Regions from separate parts of the Urocitellus parryii genome. Here region 1 is linked to region 2. A link is a contact called in public Hi-C data. All regions are on one chromosome and are shown on one strand. Each heading gives the region's core, a stretch centred on a gene start, on an enhancer-like site or on the middle of the called end of the contact. The rest is flanking DNA. Distances are from core to core; before and after follow the strand shown. Region 1 holds the start of Zswim6 (zinc finger SWIM-type containing 6). Region 2 holds the start of Smim15 (small integral membrane protein 15).

The links. Hi-C and Micro-C count contacts between places; a contact is called where the count stands out from the background.
Region 1: a Hi-C map of liver shows a contact between it and region 2, with 4 times the contacts expected there. The contact joins the promoter of Zswim6 here to the promoter of Smim15 in region 2. A contact is called at or near these places in 2 of 2 Hi-C or Micro-C datasets (liver and muscle).

The regions. Positions count from the first base shown.
Region 1 is chr1:48,238,498-48,243,901 of mUroPar1.hap1, forward strand. It overlaps Zswim6 (zinc finger SWIM-type containing 6), which reads left to right and starts at 4,056. Exons shown (of 14, transcript XM_026402559.2): 1 at 4,056-4,710. The coding sequence starts at 4,056.
Region 2 is chr1:48,100,735-48,105,688 of mUroPar1.hap1, forward strand. Smim15 (small integral membrane protein 15) reads right to left here and starts at 3,580. Exons shown (of 3, transcript XM_077795805.1): 1 at 3,419-3,580; 2 at 2,200-2,324; 3 at 1-1,181. The coding sequence starts at 1,147. The coding sequence ends at 923.

The DNA.
Region 1 (5,404 bases), core at 2,806-5,305, 140 kb after region 2:
GGCAGGTACTGGATATGGTGTCTGGGTGGAGGCGGAGAGTTCTCTCTTCCTTATGTTCATCAGTTTAACTCCTGGGAGTACTATTTATGAAGCCTTTGGGGAGCCTAGCTCCTGACCATACTAACTGATGTGGTGTGGTGTGATGTGATATGATGAGTCATTGCATATGGGAAGCTGTACACGTTCTGTACTTGATTTCCTACCATTGCCTAATGGGAAACATTGGAGAGGGCTCTACCCTTGATTTGGTCCCTGGGGTAGAAGCCTGCTGGAAAAGGGCAATTATAAGTAATTTAGTAATTATTTTTATGAACACCAGGAAAAAATGCTGTAAATCTCTACAAATGAGGGTGGCACAAGCATCAGCCAAGGATGACATACCACCACTTGCTCATGGGTGTAGCTAACTTCTAGGGAGGCAGAAGCCTTGTGGTACTGTGCTGCGCACTCAGAGACTACAGAGATGGAGGAGGCATGATTCCAAACCTCACAGAATTTCTAGCTAGGGAAGGGAGAGAAGACAATGGCTTAGACAGTTAGGTACATAACTGTGATGCTAGGCAGAACTGTATGAATGTCACAAGGAAGATCCAAAGTGTTAGAGGGACTCACGGAGAGCGAGAGATCACACACCCAGGTGGATTTTCCCAGAATAAGTGGTATTTGAGCAAATCCTTGAAGGAAGGGTAGGAATTTGACAAGTTGCCAGGGAAGAGAGATATTTCAGGCCACAGGAATGTCTTGAGCAAATGTGTGGAGTGGACAAATCTTGTTGGAACACATCTGAATTTCTGTTAGGGAAAGGGAGAAGTTCTTTTGGGTTTTAATGAGAGACAAGGCTGGAAAGTTGGGTTTGATCAATATCAGATCTGAGTTTGAATTTTTTCCAGTAGGCAGCAGAGAGTCATTTAAAAGGGACTTGAGCAGGAGGGTGACACCATCACAAATGTACTTTAGGAAGCACAGCAGCTGGGTGGAGGAGGATTTGGAGGAGGAAGGGCTATACAGACATGCCAGTGAGGAGGCTCTTGCAGAGTGAAGAGGAGGAATAATTGACTGTGAGCAGCAAGAAGGGCTGGGATAGACAACACAGCAAGTAAAACTGTGGGAGTTGCAGGCAAGAGGCAAAGTCAAAGAGGAAAACAGCTTGGGGGGGGGCCTAGGAACAGGTGACAGTAGCAATAAAAATTCAGGGGACAGAGGGAATACAGACTCTGGAGAAAAGCAGTACTTTGGATTTGAGGTGCCCATGGGCATCCTGAGGTGATGGAAAAGTGAGGTGGCCACTGGGAAGAGATAAACAAGTAGCTTTGGAAATAGGTGTTTTTTTTTTTTTTTTTTTTTTTTTTTTTTTTTTTTTTGAGAGAGTGGATGCTGGAAATTCTCCAAGTGATGGGTCACCAAAAATAGAGAAGACCATGTTAAACTATAGGGCAGGGTGTACATTAAACAATTTGGAGGAAGAGAAACTAAAAAAGATGGAAGACAAGTAGGAGACTAACAAATGACAGCATAGCCTTAGGGAAGCCCAGGAATGAGGTGGCAGTTTAAGAGGGAGTTAGTGGTCACAGCGTCAGAGACTGAAGGGGGTAAATTAGTTCAGATTGAGCTGGTGGCCCTGGACTTGTCTTTGAATTACAGTTAAATTAAATTCTTCCAGAGAAAGGTCATGCCTTAAATCCAGTTCTCTTTGGTTCACTACAATATTAAAATCTCTAAAGGTCAGGTATCTTTTAAGGTGTCTATTTTCCTGTTCAATGTGAATTAATCTCTTCCCCTAACACCCCATATAACCCTGAATGAGTCACTTATCCTGTCTGGGGGCACAGGTTTTGTCATCTTAAACTTTCCAGTTCAGTGAGTCTGTGTATACACGTGTGAAAATGCTCGATAATCTACACATTACACAAGCCTAAATCGGATCATTACTGTTTCCGAGTGCAAAGTGGAGCTCAAATTCTGTTATGCCTTTCAACCAATTTTCTTCAATCACCTGTCTTAAAATATATTTTTTAAAAAATTATTTTTATTTTTAAAGAGGTTTAGAAAAGAAATAACTGGAGGAAAGATATTTCACCTTCCATCTACCCATAAAGATCTTCCAGTTTTCTGCCCAGGCCTTTTCCTTGGCATTGAGGACATGCCCAGAAAAATACTAGACGGATATACAAAAACATAATGTCACCAAAATTTTCCTAACAAGTAAGCAGCTATGGAAAGTCTGCCAGCGTTTGGTCCCCAGTGACCTGCAGGAGCCTGGGGCTCATGGAGGCCCGACTTTGAGCTCAAGGTCTCCACCGCCTGGGCCCTGAGTGGGCGGTTTTCTTTAAAACGTGACGAGCTCTTTTCTTTTAAATCCAGGCTAAAAGGCAGGCGGTGGGTAGCAGTCGATAACCTTAAAAGATGAGAAAGTGTCAAAGGAGATACCATTTATCTTCAACAATAGGACAGTATCTATAACACTGTTTACAGTAAAAACAGTAGGTGGGGCAGAATAAGGGTGTCTAACGTGGTAATTAAGTCTGCGCTTGGACGTGACCTGACCAAGCTCTGTGGAGTGCGAAGAACAATGTCCGCAGGGTTCTTGGTTCAGACCTGGACTCGCTCCTCTGTCTCCGCCCGCGCCCTCACACCAGCGACCAGCGTGCGCTCCCTGGTTCGCCAGCTCTCCCTCGTTGCCTAGCCCCCGGAAAACAGGTCTTTCTGGCGCCACCAGGGTCGCAAGGAAAGCGGTGCGTGTCCCGAGCCCCGGGACTCCAGAGTCCGAGCCTGGCCGCAGACCCAAGTGCGCACCGAGCGCGCTCGCTGCCGCTGTCCACCACCCGTCTGCAGCCGGCTGGGCCGTGTGAGCGCGCGCCCGTGGGGTTTGCGCCCGCCCCGTGGCGTGTGTACTCACAAAGGTGTGTTTGCTAAATCCACTGCCCGGTGGACGCTCCACCCGACCTGCAGAACCCAGGGTCTGGAGCGGATCTCCGCGGCGCGGCTACGGGCATCTCAAGCTCCCCGGCTCCACCCGTCTCCGGCCTCCTAGCCCGAAGGGATCGAGGAAGTGAAAGGGAGAGGCAGCCGCGGCTAGCTCGGGACGCGCGTCGCGGTGCTGCGGGGCAGGTTCCAAGAGCTCTGCTCCTTTTCGGGAACTCGGCCGGCTCGGTTCCCAGACCGGCCGCCGGGACAGAGCGAACGCGGGGCTCAGGGCTGGGTGCGGTGCAGCTACGCGGGCGCTCTCTTTTCCCACCCGGGTCTACAAAAGTGAAGTGGAAACAACCGCCGTGCACAGCCCTCCTCCCCCTTCCCCCAAGCTGCAGCCTCGGCTGGGGGTGGGGGTAGTTCCCCGGACTGGCTGGAAGGGAAGCGGGCAGCCAGGCTGCCTCGGCCGCGCCTCCTCCGCCTTCCTCTCCACCCGCGTCCCCCGGGCTCCGTGCCGCATTTCTTTGTTTTGAAAGCGCCTCCTCCGCCCAGAGGCTTTTCCCCCCGCGGGCAGGCTGACGGGGGGTGGGGCATAGGACCGCGGGCCCCGCCCCCATTAGCCCCCGAACACTCCTCTCTGCACACCCCCTGGCTCCCCTCCCTCCCTGCTACGACCCACCTGGCTCTTCCTCACTTGTCGGACTTCAAAGAGACGTAAAAAACTGGAGGGGTAAGTTGGGTAGGTAGGGGGCACAGAGACTCACCCACTTTGGGCCAGACCCAGAGATCCGCCCCCTCCCGCGGGAACCCCGCCTGAGTCCCGCCCCCCGCGTCACGGCAGCCTGACATTCTCACAACCCACCGGGCACCCAACCCGGCCGCCCCCTCCGCCCCCGTGTCCGCTGAGTGCTCTATTTATGTTTCAGTCCAGCGATTTGCATAGGCCCCGCCCCCAGTCCGAGGTTCTCCCTATCGGAGCTCCGCCTCAGCCTCTGCGTCACGGAGAAGGCCACACCTCTCGTGCCCGTACAAGGAGCGGCGGGCCCTACATGGCAGCGTGGCGTCGCCACGGCGTTTGCGTGTCGCGCTTCCTTGTGCCGTTTATAGGGTCCCGGCACTTCCGCTGTCGGGTTAGAAGCGGCGCGGTCATGGCGGAGCGCGGACAGCAGCCTCCTCCCGCAAAACGGCTCTGCTGCCGGCCGGGCGGCGGCGGCGGCGGCGGCGGGGGCAGTAGCGGCGGCGGCGGTGCGGGTAGTGGCTACAGCTCTGCCTGTCGGCCGGGCCCGCGGGCGGGCGGAGCGGCTGCGGCGGCGTGCGGGGGCGGCGCGGCGCTGCTGCCGCCGGGCAAGACCCAGAGCCCCGAGTCGCTGCTGGACATCGCAGCGCGCAGGGTGGCGGAGAAGTGGCCGTTCCAGCGCGTGGAAGAGCGCTTCGAGCGCATCCCGGAGCCGGTGCAACGCCGCATAGTCTACTGGTCCTTTCCCCGCAGCGAGCGGGAGATCTGCATGTACTCGTCCTTCAACACCGGTGGCGGCGCCGCGGGCGGCCCCGGCGACGACAGCGGCGGCCCCGGCGGCGCGGGCGGCGGCACTGGCGGCGGCGGCTCCTCGTCCTCGCCGGCCGCCACCTCGGCCGCCGCCGCCGCCGCTGCCGCCGCCGCCGCCGCCGCCGCCGCCGCGGGGGCCGGGGCCCCGTCGGTGGGGGCCGCCGGGGCGGCGGACGGCGGCGACGAAACGCGGCTGCCCTTCCGCAGGGGCATCGCGTTGCTGGAGAACGGCTGCGTAGACAACGTCCTGCAAGTCGGTGAGTCACGGGGCAGCTGCGGGCCGTCTGTCCGTCCGTCAGTCCCTCTGGGAGGCCGCCCGTTCCTCCTTCGCGGGCATCCCCGCAGCCCGGCGCGCGCTGGCACCCCCGCCCCGTGTCCTCACTGGCTCGGACAGTCCATGCGAACCGAGTGCCCATTTCCTCTCTCCGTCCCCGCCCCCGTCTTGGTCTCCCCGGACGGGCCAGTGCGAGTGGAAATGAATCAGCAGGACGCGCCCCTCCGCAGGGTCGGCGGGGTGGGTGTAGGCGCCCCCCCCCCCCCGGCTCTTGGCGTTCTCCCTGCCCTCCTCGGGGCGTACATCCTGGAGGGCTGCTCGCCCGTCTTGCGGGGCGGACATGGACAAAGGCGCGGGCGGACGGTCGGGCTCGGGCTCCGGTGTGTGGAGGGGCCGTGCAGGGCGGGGGAGGGGGCGCGGGCCGCACAGACAATGCCGGCCCGGCCGAGCCGGGGCCGGGCCGCTCTGCACTCTCCCCCCTCTCCTCTGGTCTGTCGTTCGTTCGCTCTTCTTTCTTCCTTTTCTTCCTCCTTCCCACCGCGATTTGAGGGGAGGGGAATGCATATTAACGCCGCTTGGTGGCCGCTGCGCTCGGGGCTCCGACGGGCGGGCAGCCGCGACGCTCCGGGGTCGCTGCTGCGTCTGGCGCAGGCGAGCTCCGCCGACCGTCCCGCTTT
Region 2 (4,954 bases), core at 2,330-4,829:
ACTGTTATAATCAGAAGACAGTATTCTACATAATCTAGATAATTCTTTATAAAATTAGGTTTTAAAAATGAGAATGTCTTGATAATTGCCAGTTTTCTTAAAGGCTAAAATCAGAAAAAAATGAAGAAAACAGACTTGTATACTCATTAATACTATTTTACTTTGAGAAATCCAAAAATGAGTACATTGATAAAAAGATGTGATTAATATACTATATCTCCTTTAAGAACAAACTTTTCACCTCAGAAAGGATAATTGTCTTATATTCTTAACATGCTTTGTTCAGAACAGGATCCCATTTTAAGCCACTATTTGAATAAAGTTCACAATCTAAACTCATTTCTCCATAATCATTTCAGTACAAAAGCTGCAAAATGGCAAATGACTTAATCACCTATGAAGAATTTGTGTTGCAAGTTGGGTATTCCTTATCTGAAATGTCCGGGACCAGAATTGTTTGATTTTTTTCAGATTTTGAAATATTTGCATATACATAATGAGATGTGTTGAGGACAGAACCTTAAACACAAAATTCATTTGTTTCGTATAGCCTGAAAGTAATTTTATGTGGTATTTTTATATATTTTTAGCATATTTGTGTTTTGACTGCAGTTTTCCACTTGTGGCATCATGTTTATGCACAAAAAATTTTGGATTTTGGAGCATTCCGAGTTTGAGATTTTCAGATTAGGGATGCTCAACCTGTATGTATGCTTATTTATAACTGCCAGTAGATACCAACAAATTTCGGTACCCAAGCCTAAAACTACAGTATGGAGGTCAAAACATGATTCTTCTACATGATCACATTTCATTTACTAAATAATACTATCATGAAATCCAAAGAAACCTTAGTGAGTCCTTCCAAAGCTGCATAATTTTCCAAATGATTTTTCTCTGGTTGCAGAGCCTATTCATTCCTTCAGTCCTTTTTGAGTCGTTTAGCTTTTGCAATGTTCTCTTGACGTTTTTGTTTCTTCTTTTGTTCCTTCTCCCTGGCTTCAATCATCTTGGCCAATTTCCAGGACAGTACAGCACTTGCTAGGAACAGTGGAGTAAGGGCCAAAATAACTGTAGTAAGGAACCCATATGGGTCTTTTGCAGCCCATTCCACAATATACTCAGCCCAAGCCTTTATGTCAAACATCTTTGTAGCAGTCTTAGGAAAACTGGAGGGTCAGCTGGGGATGGACAACAGGAAAAAGACTGTATGATGAATCAAAATTCTGAAAAAAGTTAGAGTTAACTCACAATTCCATTATCATTCAATTTTTTTAAAGTACAAATTAGTACTATTTTTAATAAGGACTAATAGCTCCAGTTAGAGGGGGAAAAAATTCAACTAGGCCAACCAGAATAGCAACTTTTGGGAGGGAAAAGGTGACTACATATTGAACCTGGAGTATTTTACCACTTAGCTACATCCCAGCCCGTTTTATTTGTGATCCTCCTGCTTCAGTGTCCCCAGTTGCTAGTATTACAGGATGTGACATTATCTGCAGCCAGAATAGTAACACTTAAAAGATGTAAATTTATAGGAAACAAAAGTAAAAATTATTTGAACTCTGTCACAAGGACTACTAGGTTCTCATATGCTTCCTAAATTCAAGATAAACTTTAACAGCACACTTTTTACAAGAGTCTGTTTCACATGCTCATTTCAGGAAACAGCTGAATCCTGTTTGTAATTTAATGTATCCTCAGTACTACCAAGTAATTAACAAAAGTACAAATCAAATTTTTATGTTTAAAAAAGGACAAGCCCCAGAGCATGAAACACATTCCCATGGAAAGGAAAGTGATAGATGGCTATTTCCTGAAATGGAATAGAAAAAGGCAAGGGAGCCAGGATGATACCTACATTCATATGCCAAAAGGTATAAGCTAAAAAGTGTGTGCTATTTTATGCCCTTTCAGCTTTGGAGACCCCTACTCAATGAAATAAACAATTTAATAAAAGAAAAAAGTTATCATAAAAAGTGCCATCCATTTTGTTCCTTTTTCCTGTTGATAAGGGAAGTCATCTGGCAAATAAGGATTGGGTGAGCTTGAATGACAAATTCTATTTTGGCCCACAGGCTTTTGTACCTTTCATGTTTGTGCTAATCTCTATTCAAACTGGAGAATTAAAATACCTGGGTAGGATATGGGTGTAAATATACTTAAAAATGTCTGCTAAGATTCAAAAAAATCATCTACCTTATGCTTGAGTAGTGATCTCTGATTTTGTCCGGGGATTATCAGTGAGCCAAGCACAATTTCAGATGACCCTTGGTGGTTTTGCCTTCTTTGGTTCCACAGTATACTTCTGAGAGCGTTAAATTCTATAAAATGGGTAAGTAGAAGAGAAGAGATAAAACATTTAAGTCAGAACTTTCAGGATAACTGTAATGTTTTCACATGGAAAATTTCTAAATTCTATAACATGTAAAACTGTCAATTACAAACTTTTAAATATTTTTTCCCTAATCTGAGTTTACACAGTTATAATTCCCTGTAGGGAAATCCTAATTACTGGAAATCAAGTATTTTACTGAATTATTTATTTTAATAAAATTATTTATGATATTCACTGACTTGTAAGACAAGCTGGCTCTCTTCACCATATCTATTCCTAGAACTTGAACCTTGTATGCCAGAAAGGTTGACATCCATTCATTCATTTATTCATTGGATTAAGTACATCATTACAAAAAAACACCTAGCCTTACTCTTCAAAGGTATTTTTTTAACTTGTTATTGCGATTCGTGTCCTTTTTTAGGAAAATCAGAAAAGATAAACAAAGCTAATTATTACCCCCAATACCATCACGCAAAAATAAATTGTCAGTGGTTTCAAATCCATCTTTCCAGTTTCTTCTCATTTTCAACAAAAATCATGCCTCTATTTTCAACTTAAGATACATGACATTAAATACACTAGCCCTCGACTTCAAAACGTTGCCACCCATAATTGGAACCGGGTTCTCCTAAAATCGATCCTTCTTCAGCCCAATAATGCACTAATTAATTTAAGTTTTAGTGAATAAGCAAGAGAACTTTTCAAAGTAAAGCCAGGGCGAAGGACCTGGTTTATGGCAAAGTTTTACTGTTTACATAAAGGCGTTGTCGTCCACAGGCCGCACATCTCTAGTACACCTCAATATCATACCAGACGCCCAGGCCTCATACTGTAAGGAACAGATACTACTCTTCTTCAGCCCAATAGATCGATGGGGCTCATCTCCCGGCCAGCCCTGCCTGGCACCTGAAGCTGCAGCTGATGGTTCTGGACAGCCAGCCATACTTAGTCCTTTGTCTTGCCCTCCTTCCTTAGGATTCCCTTTGCTCGTTTTTCCTTTCTTCCTTCCTTCCCGCAACGGGCCCGTGGGAGCCACGTTTACCCCTGCCCCTCGACCCAGCGAGCTCAGGCCCTCACCCCGCCTCAGGCCGGGCAGGGCTCGCAGAGTAGAGGGACTCGGGGAACCCGGGTCGGCCCCGCCACACCTTGCGCTGCGGCCACCTCTGCCCGACACCCGGACACCAATACAGAGGCCGCCATCAGCCTCTCTGCATCGCCCCAAAAGCGCGGACTCCCACTTCCAACTCACCGCCAGACCGGAAGCAGGAAGGCGGAAGTCGAGTCTCTTGCGTACCGCCCACAGGCCGGCCCCAGCTCCGAGTCCGGCGTGAGGAAGTCGAGGGGCTAGTTTCCGGCTGCGCCATTGCTGTGGGTCCCGGGACCTCCACTCAGAGGACGTGGGGGGCGGGGGCAGGGCAGCGTGGAGATTTCCGGGGAGCGGCAGGTGAGGCCGTGCGGTGTGGGCGGTGGCACTGGGCTCCCCGGGGGCCAGAAACCTGGGCCTCCTGCCCGGGAGTGGAAGGTGGGCGAGAAGGCTTGGGGCTGCCTCGGGAGCGGACCCCAAACTGATAGGTTCGCCTGCCTGTGCCCCCGACGTGAGTCGGGAAACACCTCCCTCTCCTGCTGAAGCTGCACCGTTGGTGGAGGTCCTGGTGGTGATATCTTTGGCCGCAGGGAAGCGTCAAGAAAGGAGGTAGTTCCCACACACCGCCCCAAAGTCAGGGCGAGTGCCCCTCGAAGATCCTTGAAAGACTGGATAGTTCTGCCTGGTTCACCACTCACCTGGTTCCCCTCTCATGATTGCACAATATTTAAGTCTTCCTGTTCGGGAGGGGAAATAGCAGCTGGGGTAGGATGAATCCACTGAACCTTGTTACTAAGGGGAAATGCTGCCATGCTGTGGGAAAGGGGTTTTTTTGTTGTCTGTTTGTTTTTAATTTAAGAGCCTAACTCATTTAACAAAAGAATGATCAACATTTGCCCAAAGTAAACTTGATAAATAATTAAGTTGTCAGGGCATAGAGTTCCCACAGAGGTACTTGTTCTTTCAGTACACAAATAAAGGGATGTAAAAGTCAACAAGCAGAAAGGGTGAGTTAATATTGTCTTCTAATCTACAGGAACTGAAAGATTAGCTCTGGTTTGGTTGGCGCTCAAATTTTGTGATTGCACTGAACTGCTTGCTCTGTTTGTCTACCTCTGGCAAATGTTGCAAGACCTCTTCACTGTTGTGTGCCAAATAAAGCAGGTTTTTATACTTGAAAGACGATAGAATTTTCTCTTTGAGGAGCAAGCTGCAACATGTATAACTAGTTTAGGTACAACAGTAACTATTATTTACTAAGGAACAGGCTTTTGGCAGATAATCTAACAATCTAAAATACTGTTCCTTGAACATATGTTAATGTTTGTATGTTGTATTACCAGCAGTTGTTATTCATTCTTCTTGGAAAACCTGGATAGTGGTTTGGACCTAGCCTGTACCTCTAATGGTCAGAAAAAGCAGATTCAGTAACTGGATTGTGTAGCAGGAAACTTTGTACGACTTATTGTTCTTAAAACTTGCCCAAGTACTGAATCCAGAATGGGGTCAGAGTTTATTATTTCACTATC